2 separate regions of the Gossypium arboreum genome follow, and region 2 is linked to region 1. The links are chromatin contacts, called in public Hi-C maps. All regions are on one chromosome and are shown on one strand. Each heading gives the region's core, a stretch centred on a gene start, on an enhancer-like site or on the middle of the called end of the contact. The rest is flanking DNA. Distances are from core to core; before and after follow the strand shown. Region 1 overlaps LOC128280399 (a long non-coding RNA gene). Region 2 holds the start of LOC108457198 (dihydropyrimidine dehydrogenase (NADP(+)), chloroplastic).

The links. A called contact is a pair of places that touch in the nucleus more often than the background predicts.
Region 2: a Hi-C map of leaf shows a contact between it and region 1, with 1.7 times the contacts expected there. The contact joins the promoter of LOC108457198 here to the enhancer-like site in region 1. A contact is called at or near these places in 2 of 5 Hi-C or Micro-C datasets (both in leaf).

The regions. Positions count from the first base shown.
Region 1 is chr9:81,804,206-81,809,956 of ASM2569848v2, reverse strand. All of the region lies in intron 2 of LOC128280399 (a long non-coding RNA gene), which reads right to left. Among protein-coding and RNA genes, the nearest start is that of LOC108456353, 8.6 kb to the right of the region's middle. Within about 2 kb of position 3,011, at least 2 of the 2 cell types and tissues checked have an H3K27ac peak or open chromatin away from gene starts, as enhancers often do. A contact at or near this core is called in leaf, where this site is marked.
Region 2 is chr9:81,843,754-81,849,504 of ASM2569848v2, reverse strand. LOC108457198 (dihydropyrimidine dehydrogenase (NADP(+)), chloroplastic) reads left to right here and starts at 2,068. Exons shown (of 7, transcript XM_017756110.2): 1 at 2,068-2,573; 2 at 3,572-3,835; 3 at 3,920-4,090; 4 at 5,137-5,249; 5 at 5,338-5,524. The coding sequence starts at 2,313.

The sequences.
Region 1 (5,751 bases), core at 1,762-4,261:
CAGTGAAATATCACCCGTGATTCCAACTGTTCTGCCAAAAGCGCTACTCCCTCCATCTCAAGCTTCTCTAGCTGCAGTCTAACCACACTCGCATTAGAAAAAACTTGGGCTTCAGCACTGCATGAGTCAGTTTTTGATTTTATTTTTTTTTTCCTTCCAGGCGAATCCGCATATTTTGTAAATGTCATTAAAACAATGTCAAATTGGCATTCTAAGTTAAACCATTTTCAATCTGTGTCGATTTAATTCTCCTTATTAAAACCTTGTTGATGCCAAATAGCCCACAGGAGAATGTAACCCAAGTGAACCCTATCAGCATCTGCATTTTGCAGTCATGACCAAACCCAGACCAGAGGATCATCAGATGTTGAAATTATACCAAAATCAAAGCCCATTCACTGCCAAACTTCCAAAGTTGGTAGGACTTTGACCTGCGTAGCAATACTGGGTATTCCACAATGAATTGCTTGTACAAAGCAGATAGAAATGAAGGTAAAGTCCATTGCCTGTTCAGGTGAAAGAAACAAACAAATGCAATATATATATATATACATATTATGTTCAGAACTTCAGTATAATCTTTTGAAAGGGTGACATAAATTATAGTCTCATTAAAAGTTTTACCCTTAAATTTGGTACTTAGCCTCTTTCTCCATCACAAGCCACCTGAACTGAGCTTTTCATTCACACGAAACAAACTAGTGCAATATATATAAAAATTAATTAGGTTTATCAGAATTTTAAAATTATTAATTATTACTCAATTAAAATAAAATATGCCTCCTCTACGTTTCAAATTATCATAAAAATCCTAAATCAGAGTAAAAAATAAATAGTAAGTAGATTTATTAAAATTAGTGTAGAGACAAAAATCTGAGGAAGTGATAGTAAAGCCAAAAGTTACTTGTTTAAGTGCAAAAGTTGAGTCCCAAAGCAACGTAACTTGAAAGCAAATTCGTCTCTCACATTTAGAATGAATCATACATGCATGTTCCCACCTTTAGCCAAGAGTAATGGTTAAGAATAAAAACTACCGTAATGTATTTGGATAGGGAAAATATATATCTCACCCGATTGGATTAACAACTAGTTGAAATTTTGGAAGGCATTAAATTGATTTATTCGGGAATTAATACAAACTTGTTAAATTAAGTAAAAAATTAATTGAATTATTTTTTTATATATATTTTAAACCGGTGACTTGATTAATTCCACTATTAATTTAATTTTAAAAATTTTGTTTCTAAAGCATCTGTTTTTGAGAATGTTTTATTTGGGATTTTTAAAAAATTATAAATTCAAATAATTATTGATTACAAAATTTAGGAAGTTTTTTAAATTTTATAGGCGAGTTAAATGAATGACAAATGTTTCATTTATTTATATATATTTTCTATTATATCTTAGAAAATACGTTATAGTCTTAACCCGCTTGAGAAACCATGCATTTGCTTGTAATTTTGAAAAAGTTGTAATATTCAACTAAAAATTAGGGTTGATTTAGATTGTTGTCATGTGGTTTTTGGATTAACTGAGCATTTTAGATCATCTTTTTTTTACTATTCGTTTGCCTTTCTATTAACACCAATTAGATATTTTGACTCTTGGGTAAATTTCGAGTTGCACTGGCAGAGGAAAACATTAACACCAATTTCAAAACATTCCCATCGCTGAAAACTGCTTTAACAATTGAAACATAAATTTATACAAAAGAGGAACATTTCCTGGAAACAGAGGGCAGGGATTGGGAAAATATATCAGATTGTTTCTTTGGCATATTCAAAGATTGAACAAGAAATGAAAAACAAAACCTGACTGCAACCAAATCCATTAAAATTGATATATTCATGGGGTTGTGACGTCCTTTACCTGTCAGCCAGGCTTCCATTAAACCTATGATGAGAACTTTCCCATCCAAATTCCAAAACTATTACATATATAGGGGATCAAATCCAAGTGATGAGAGAGATGGGGCGGTTAACCCCAAGGGAGACCTGGAAAGCTGGTGTCGAACAGGTCTGACCTCCGGCTGTCCAAATCCAAACGCCCAATCCATGATTTGTTCGGAATCTGATTCCTGCTTTATTTTTCTGACTTGGCTGTGAACTGCAACACGACCCCTCTCTTCCTTTCCTTTCAATTCACTCCTCTTCTTCCTCTCCTCCATCACACTTTCAATTCATGGATCCTTAACCCATAATCTAGCTTATTTATATCAAGACACAGAGAGGCGGAGACGTAGGCACTGCAGGGTTACAAGTTTGGTGGGAAACAAATATCTTGTTTTCCTTACCTTTCCCAACTTTGTATTCCTTGATTTTTTTTTTTTAATCGAATTCATTAATAATTTAAAAAATAAATTAAGAAAAATTGAACCAAATTATTTTGGTCATATTCAAGTGTCTATAATATTTTTATAGAAGGAATCAAATTAGGAGGAGCGTATTGGAAATTATGAGAAGCATTGCAAATAAAGTAATGGTGCGCGTGAACAATGTGGATTTGGATTTGGTCACATTTCCTATCTCCCAAATTATGTGGCTAGACTTCTGCTTTTCCTATCTCCCAACTCTCATTCATGTTTCAAGCTTTTGTCCAAATTTCTATATTTCTTGGGATAACATCACGGGTGGGCCTTAAGTAATGTGGTATTTTTTTTCAAAATATTTAATTTAATATCTAAAATTTTTATTACTATAATTTCTTTTATCGATAAATAAATTAATACTAGATTTATTCAGAGGTTAATAAACTAGGTCCGAAAGTCAACCTGAAATTTGGGTAAACTGGTTTTCTTTATCCAAAAAAAAAGATGATAGAAGTAAACTGATTTTTGCGTGCCAAAAATTGATTGAAAAGTGATGAATATCAAACACTGATTAAGCATACCAAACTTGGGTTTGGGCTCAAATCCAATAAATTTCTAAGGCCTACGTGTAAATACCAAGCTTGACAGTACGTTGAAACCTCCAAAGCCACTTTGCAAAAAGCCCATTGAAACTTTTGTAGAATTTCAAACCTAACCGATGGCTGAAAGCTTCATTAATGGATAACCTGTTACGCTGGGATGAAGTCCAAACACTTTACATGCTTTACTATCCTTTTACCATAAAAATACATTTCGAGCCTCAATTTTTTTAATTTAAATTTTGTTTAATCAATTAAAAATTTAAATAGTGTTAATTATAAGTTATAAAATATATTTGATATATTATTTAGTAAAAATAATTAAATTATTTAATAAATGATAATATAATTTTAAAAGAAATAAAATAAAATAAACTATTAAACGTATCCTATATTAAGTAATAAGTAAATTATCTATCTACTTATTATTTTTATATAAATTTTAAATAATTCCCAAATGTGAGTAAAAGTTAAATTATTAAAAATATTAATTTTTAATTGAGATTTATTTTAATAATTTATCAAATAAAAGTTGGGCACTCAGCATGAAATTTTTATTTTCCTTGCTGGGGCCACTCTATGACTGATAAGTTTACTATTACTTAAATTACAATCAAAGTTTTATGTACATAGTTATATCAAATTAAAATTTATATATTAAATTAAATATTAAAATAAGATTTATATATAATTCGATATTTATCTCAAGTTAATAAAATAATAATTAATATTTTGATAAAAATCAATCTTATCCTTTTAAAAACTATAAAATAATACAAAATAAAATTATATTTTAAGTTTATAAAAATTATAATTCACTTATCTAATCACTATTATTTAGATTTTATTATGTTTTATATTCCATTTCATTCATTAACAAGGAAGAATGGAAATGCGAAAATGTACATGTAATGTGAATAATGTATGTGAGGTGACAAGTGAGTGGCCAGGGTTAAGCCTCACTTTATCTTCTTCACTACTTGAAACCGGTGAGCCGTAACTTCTGACACTGCCTTGGAATGCGAACTGAAAACGACCCAAATTTTAGTCAAACAAACAACCCACTCACATCATTTAACTATAAACCCAATAATTCCTGCAATACTGTTTTGTTTTATTAATTTATAATTATTCTTAAGTTAATCTATTAAAATAATTAATTTGATTTATCTCACATTATATTTTAATTATTTATATTTAAAATAATATATTTTAATTATTAAAGTTATCGTGTTATATTTTAGTCATTAATGATATAACGGTAAATTGAAATGTCAAATTAAATCATTATTTCAAACGAATATTTTAAGTTAAATTATACAATTGTCTCCTATTTTTTTTGTTTTAAGTAATTTAATTTTTTTAATGTTCTTTGAATTTTTTCTTTTATTTTTATTCTCTTCTCCTTCTTCCTCTTTTTTCCTTCTTTCTCTATTTCTTTTAACATAGTTTTTCTATGTTTTCTATCTATTAAAACTAGTCCTTATACTTTTACTTTTTTAAACAATTTAATTTTTTCATTTAATTTATTTATTTATTTTCCTTCTTCCCTTTATTTTTCTTTCATACTATATTCTTTATTGCATAAACATAATATTTGTCCACCAAATAAATCAAATATTTGTTTCTTTCACATTATTCTTAAATTGAATTTATTTGAAAATCAAATATCAATCATTGTTAATCAAATCTCAATTTGAATATAACATAATTTTAAAACTAAAATTAGAGTTAACTAATTAATATAAAAACCACATCCTTAATCAAATCTAAATATAATTTAATTTTTTATATTCAAAATATTTTTCTTCCGTTTCCAAATTTTATTGTGTAGATTATTCATTTCTTTTCCTTTCATTTTCTTTTGTGACGAATAAAATTTAGCAAACGACAAAATTGATCTAATGTTATATATTTGTTTGAAAATTTATATAACATATTATTATTTTAATTATTTTTCAAATGTTATATATTTGTTTTATGATGGAAACTAAAATTCACATTTGTTTCTTTTAGGTCTTTTAGGGTGGGTTTAAATAAGCGGTGTATTTATCTGCGGTTAATATAAAAACAACCGTAACAGTAATATTAAATATTCTAGTGATATTATAGTGTGAGACAAAAAATAAATTAAATGCACCGTACTTCAATTCATCCAAACTCATTTTTATTGCTTAAAAATATAAATATTTAAGATAATTTTAATGATAAATAGATAAGTGGGAAATATTGAATGGAATAAAATATTTGAGTGACAATCATGAAGCAATCAATTGCTATATCATTCCACACACTTTCCCAAAGCCACACGAGGGGAGAGTCCTATCTTTCTTTTGGAGACTTCCTAAAAAAATAAATATTGTGAAATTATCCTTAGAAGTAATTTTATAGAATTTAATAATTTATTAAAAATATTGTGATATTGTAACAAAATTCAGTAATTTTAAATAGCTCACATTACAAACCCTTTGAAATGTGGGTAAATTAATTGTACTTAAACTCTGTTTAAAATTACATTTCGATTATTTAATTTTTAATAGTTACATAATAGTCATTAAGATTATTAAATTATTACTTTTTATCATTCAATTGCTAATTTTTGTTAAGAAAGTAACATTACACCTTAAATCAAAGGATTATATATAACTAATTTGGTCTCGAGCTATGGTTAAAAATCATTTTGAAATTTAAAAATTTTTCTTATCAATAATTTAAAAAATGAAAATATTAAAAATATATATAAATCAATTACAACAAGGAAAAGCCAAGAATTTTAGAGCTAAAATTTTCACATCCAATCTCATAAAAATTACAATATTTGAACTTCACAAAAAAAAAAAATAC
Region 2 (5,751 bases), core at 819-3,318, 40 kb before region 1:
ATCTAAAAGGAAAATCCTCCTATATAACTTGTACTCTCTATGTCGTCATGAGCAATTCGAAAGTCATGAGCAAATCTATAGTTATTTTCTAATCCTTAAATAAAACGATAATACGTTTCAATTCATTCAAACTTACATCCTCCTATATTTAAAACAATACTTATATCAATCAAATTAAAACTCAATTGATAACATAAAAAATGACTTTCATAATCATAAAATTTAACCCTCGATCTCAACCATGAATAAGTCTCGATCTCGAAATCTCAAAATTATTGAACATCTTTATTATTAAGCTAAAATCTTATCCTCCCAAATTATTATATTCGATTCATGGAATGATGTTATTCATTATTATTCTATAATATGCCTTCCCGACAGCTTTAGCATATCATAATCTGGCATGGCATCTCAGCAGCAGTTGTATTGGTTAAAATATTATTACCTTTTTTTCTACTTCCACATGTATTGTAGGCATCAAGATTCAAAATGATTGTCCATCACTTACGACCTATATTTCGTTTTGAATAAATAATAAATTTAAGTGTATGGACCGCAAGCTCATAAGACTTGTATAATTATAGGTCCTATTCGTATTTACTTTTTAAACAATTAAAAATAAAAATATATATCGATTAAGTCTTAATTTAATTAGTATAAATATTATTTTTAATGTAAAAATTTAAGTTTAAATACGTTGAAATATATTATCTTTTTATTTATAAATTAGAGAAAAATTATGAGTACTTTTAAATATTAAATAAAAATAAATATAATCAAAATTATTAAAAATGGAAAAAAACAGATAATCTGATATTTACGTGAAGCGGTGGTGATGCTGTGCTTCCACTTATGGACGAATAAGCAGCTGCCTAATAGATAGACACCTTTCTATTTTTGATGGAATCCTATGGAGTTTTGGTCACACCATCACTTCCTTTATTTAATATATATATTTTTATTGTATTTAAGTTTATTATTAAATCAATGTTATGAATGAATTAAATATTAAATTAATAAGATATAAAAAAATTTGAGTATATAATATCGAATGCAATTAATAATAATTATGTCATTTATTATACATAAATTATAAATTAAATTAAATTTTTATCTTTTAAAATTATTATATATTTTAGAGTGTGATCATTTTTGTCAATATTATTATTTTCACTCACAAAGTGGTGAAACAGATTTTAGTATAATTTATCCATTTCTCACATAAACATATAATATTAATTTTTATACTATATTTAAATCTCGAATTAAAACTTAAAAACAATTTCCTTTTAGAAATTATCTTTATTTTTAAAAGATTGTATATGTATATAGTATATATTTTTTATTTTTTATTTTTTACCTATTTTAAATTTTGTTTATATATTTAAAAGGATTCACTTTTTATATATTGTTATATATTTTTACAATTAATATTTTAATAATTCAACTATTATATATCATATTTGATTCATATAAATCATATTTATCAAGTTGATATAAATTTTAAAAAATAATTAACTATTTATTTCAGTAAAAAAACTTTTATTTATTCAATAAATATTAATATATATTATTTTAGATTGAAATAATAGAGATAAATATTATTTATCTCTTATTATCGGCTTTTTGAAAAATTACACGAAGAATTAATTTAAATTTTTTCACTTTTTAAATTTTAATTATATATTAATTTCAGTTAAAAATACTTTAGAAAAGAAAAAAAACACTCAACTTAGAAAAGTCAAATCAAAATTATAATCATAAAAAGTAAAAAAAAATATTAATAGAGAACGAAACATTCAATTAAATAACATTTTTATTTTTTATAAATTTTGATAATATTTATTTATTTTTATACAATATTTAAAATTACTAACTTCTTTTAATCTATTTTATAAACAAAAATGTAATATACTTCAATCCATTTGAACTCACTTCTTACATTGACAATAATGTTTATACTAATTAAATTAAGACTCAATCGATTAATTTTTATTTTTATTTTAAATAAATAATTAATATATATTTATATTATTATATTTAAAAGATTAATTAAATTAAGTAATTATCGAATAGTTTTCTTCTCATAAAATAATAAACATTATTAGGATCCTGATGAAATGGCCTATGCTTGCAAGCAATAAACTCGGCTGCAAAAAGTCAAAAATACAACTCAGACTCCTAGAATATCCTCGTTGTCTGGTTTCCACAATATTACGATTCAGATTCACTCTTTTTTTTTTTTTTTTCTTTTCTTTTCTTTTCTAAGAAAGGACTCTCATCTTCATCCATCCATCCTTCGTTAGACATCCATGGCTTCGCTCAAGTTCAGCCACAGCAACGGCAACCCATTTGCTGTCACTCGCCATGTTACTCCCAGGTCGACTCGGCCCACTCGGATAGGATTTAAGATTTTTGCTTCTGATAATCATTCTGAACCTGATTTGAGTGTTTGCGTTAATGGGCTGCAAATGCCCAACCCTTTTGTAATCGGGTCGGGTCCTCCCGGTACAAATTATACTGTGATGAAGAGAGCGTTTGATGAAGGCTGGGGCGCTGTGATTGCCAAAACTGTAAGCTCCTTCTTCTTCTTCTTCTTTTTTTCTTTTTTCTTTTAAATGCTTCACAATTTGCTTTCTTTATTATTATTATTATTATTATTATTATTATTATTATTATTAAGGTGGTTAAAACGCTGTTGTAGTTTGATCCATGAATAAAATTGTTATTTAGATCGTATTGATGCATTGGACAAGTTGAACTTCGTCTTTACTTACAGTGTCTCATCAATCACTCAGACTGAACGGTTCAGCAGAGGAAGAGATGTCTACTTAATTTTGTATCTTAGTATTTCCAAAACGAAAGATGATAGAATCAAGAAAACGATCAGTCAGGCACCGATTAATATTCCTTCAAAGTTCATAAAATAGTACAAGTTCTAAGCAAAAATGGAAAAAGAATATTAGGATTAATTTTATTCTTACAAAACAATGCCTAATCATACGACTCTTCGGAGAAAAATGCTTAAAAAAGAAAAGAAAAAAAAAGGTTATCTTGAAATGAAAGCCGCATTTACTGTTTGCATTTATACCATATTTGTACGGATGTTACTTAAATAAATATAGATTTCTATCTTATAGATTTGGTTTAAGGTAATAAACATTGGATGAGGGTTAGTTGGGAGTAGCCTGCATGTTTGGCCTTAAGTTTTTTTCTTTTTTGGATCTCCTTCAACTCATAGCAATTCTGAATTGGTGTCTGAGACTTACTCTTTTGTGTCTATAAGATCTTGGGGTACACAATGGGAGGAAGTCTTTTCCTATCTTAAAAATACCATCCTGTTCTTACATGAGATCGCCAAATCCTATTGGCTGAGCACGTACCTTTTGGGACATGTTGTCCCGTACTAGATATAATAAGGAAACCAGAATGCTGTTCTATGTGGTATTAGCAACATTGGTCTTCAAGCATATTTACCCCCCCCCTCCTTTCTCGCATACATCTGGAATATGCCTGTTATGCACATTTGCATAATAAATGTTGAATCTTCGATACGAATTTGTTCTGCTAGGTGTCGCTAGATGCTGCCAAGGTTATCAATGTAACTCCAAGGTATGCCCGGCTACGAGCAGGAGCTAATGGCTCTGCCAAAGGACAGATAATTGGGTGGGAGAACATTGAATTAATCAGTGACCGCCCTCTTGAAACTATGTTAAAAGAATTTAAGCAACTGAAAAAAGAGTATCCGGACAGGATTCTGATTGCCTCCATTATGGAGGAATATAACAAAGCTGGCTGGGAAGAACTTATTGATCGAGTAGAGCAAACTGGGATTGTAAGCTGTATTCTTCACTTAGATTCTACGCTTCTTTATTTCTTATATTTAAAATACTTAGTCGTGAAATGACATTATTTCTAGGATGCCATTGAAGTTAATTTCTCATGCCCTCATGGCATGCCTGAGCGTAAAATGGGTGCAGCAGTTGGGCAAGATTGTGCACTATTGGAGGAAGTTTGTGGATGGATAAATGCAAAAGCTACTGTTCCTGTATGGGCGAAGATGACTCCTAACATCACCGACATCACAATGGTATGTTTTCTTTCTTTGTTAATTGAGTCACTGCTTATGTTGAGTTTGCTTTCCAGTCCTGATGTTTAGTAGCATGACTAGCATCTTATGTTTTAGAAGCATGTTTACGCGTTTATCATGAATCAAGAAAATGAGATGCTTATTTGGAAACCTCTATTTTTGGAAATGATGACATCTTGTCTCTGTCTGATTTGCTTAAACTTTATGGCACATTTCATAACAGTTCCCATTAGTTGAATGCATTCATGTGTAAGACTAACTACTCAATTTCTATCATATATGATAATGTTCTGTAGTTGGCTCCCAGGGAGAAAAATATCTATATCTCAAAACTCTTGACATTTGGGTATTTTGGTAAGTTGAGCCACTATTAAGCACCATATTCATCAGCACAGTAGTTTCTGAAAAATCACCATAAATTTCTATTCTATAAACAGAGGAAAAGATTATATAAGCTGTAACTTTCAGCCATAAGCTGAATTTTCATTTAGGACTAAACAGTCTTTTTCTTCCATATTGTTGATTGTGTAAGTTATTGTTGAAGATAAATGTAAGTGGATGTCCTTGGTTGTTTCTATGGGTTGGAGATATTGAGAAACAACAACAAAAATGATTGCAGATTGAAAACTTATTTCTTCTTGTTTTTGTTGAATAAATTTCCATGATTATCAGGGGAGGCAAACAACTAAATGGAATTTTTTTCCTAGCAGGAAAAGGGAGGTTTTCATGCTATTTTCCTGAATTTATATTAGGCTAGATTTATTTGTTACTTTGTGGTTGAAAGTTAAATCAATCAAACTGTTAGGCATCGCTGATTGATATAATCCATGGTTTTCTTGAGAAACGCAACTTATTAGTAACTCTATCTCAAAACTTTGTGGTACTGTTTGATTGTTGAGCTCAATTGTTCCTGTTGAAAGAAGTGATTGAAGCACAATTCTTTAGACTTCCCATTAGAAAATGCATCCTTTCCTATTTTCCTGATTCACGGTAAGATTGATTTATTGTTGATAAGTGATATTATTGTCCTATTGTGTGCTTTTTAGCCAGCAAGGGTGGCTTTGAGTTCAGGTTGTGAGGGGGTAGCTGCTATAAATACTATCATGAGTGTGATGGGAATCAGTCTTGATACTTTACGGCCAGAGCCCTGTGTTGAGGGGTTTGTATTCTCAAATAATCTTTTTTTTTTTTCAGTGTCCCAAAATTTATTCCTGGAGATTTTATGCACTTTAAACTTCTTTTTACAGCTACTCAACTCCTGGGGGTTATTCTTGCAAAGCAGTCCATCCTATTGCACTTGCTAAAGTGATGAGCATTGCAAAAATGATGAAGTCAGAGTTTAATGACAAGGATTACTCACTTTCGGGCATTGGGGGTGTTGAGACAGGGGGTGATGCTGCTGAGTTTATTCTTCTTGGTGCAAATACTGTCCAGGTAATAATTCTTATAATTGGATTTCCACTATAATGTCACTAGTATCTCTTCATGCCTCTGGATAAATTTGTGTCCTTTAAATGATGTCTTAGTTTTTCAATCTAAAGCTCATAGCTATATTATGCCATTGAAATATGTGGTAAACACTTCGAATGATTAAGGCTTACCTTGGTAAGAAAGATAAAAAGGGGGTGAAGCAGAAAAACTTGTTAACCAAATGATTGAGT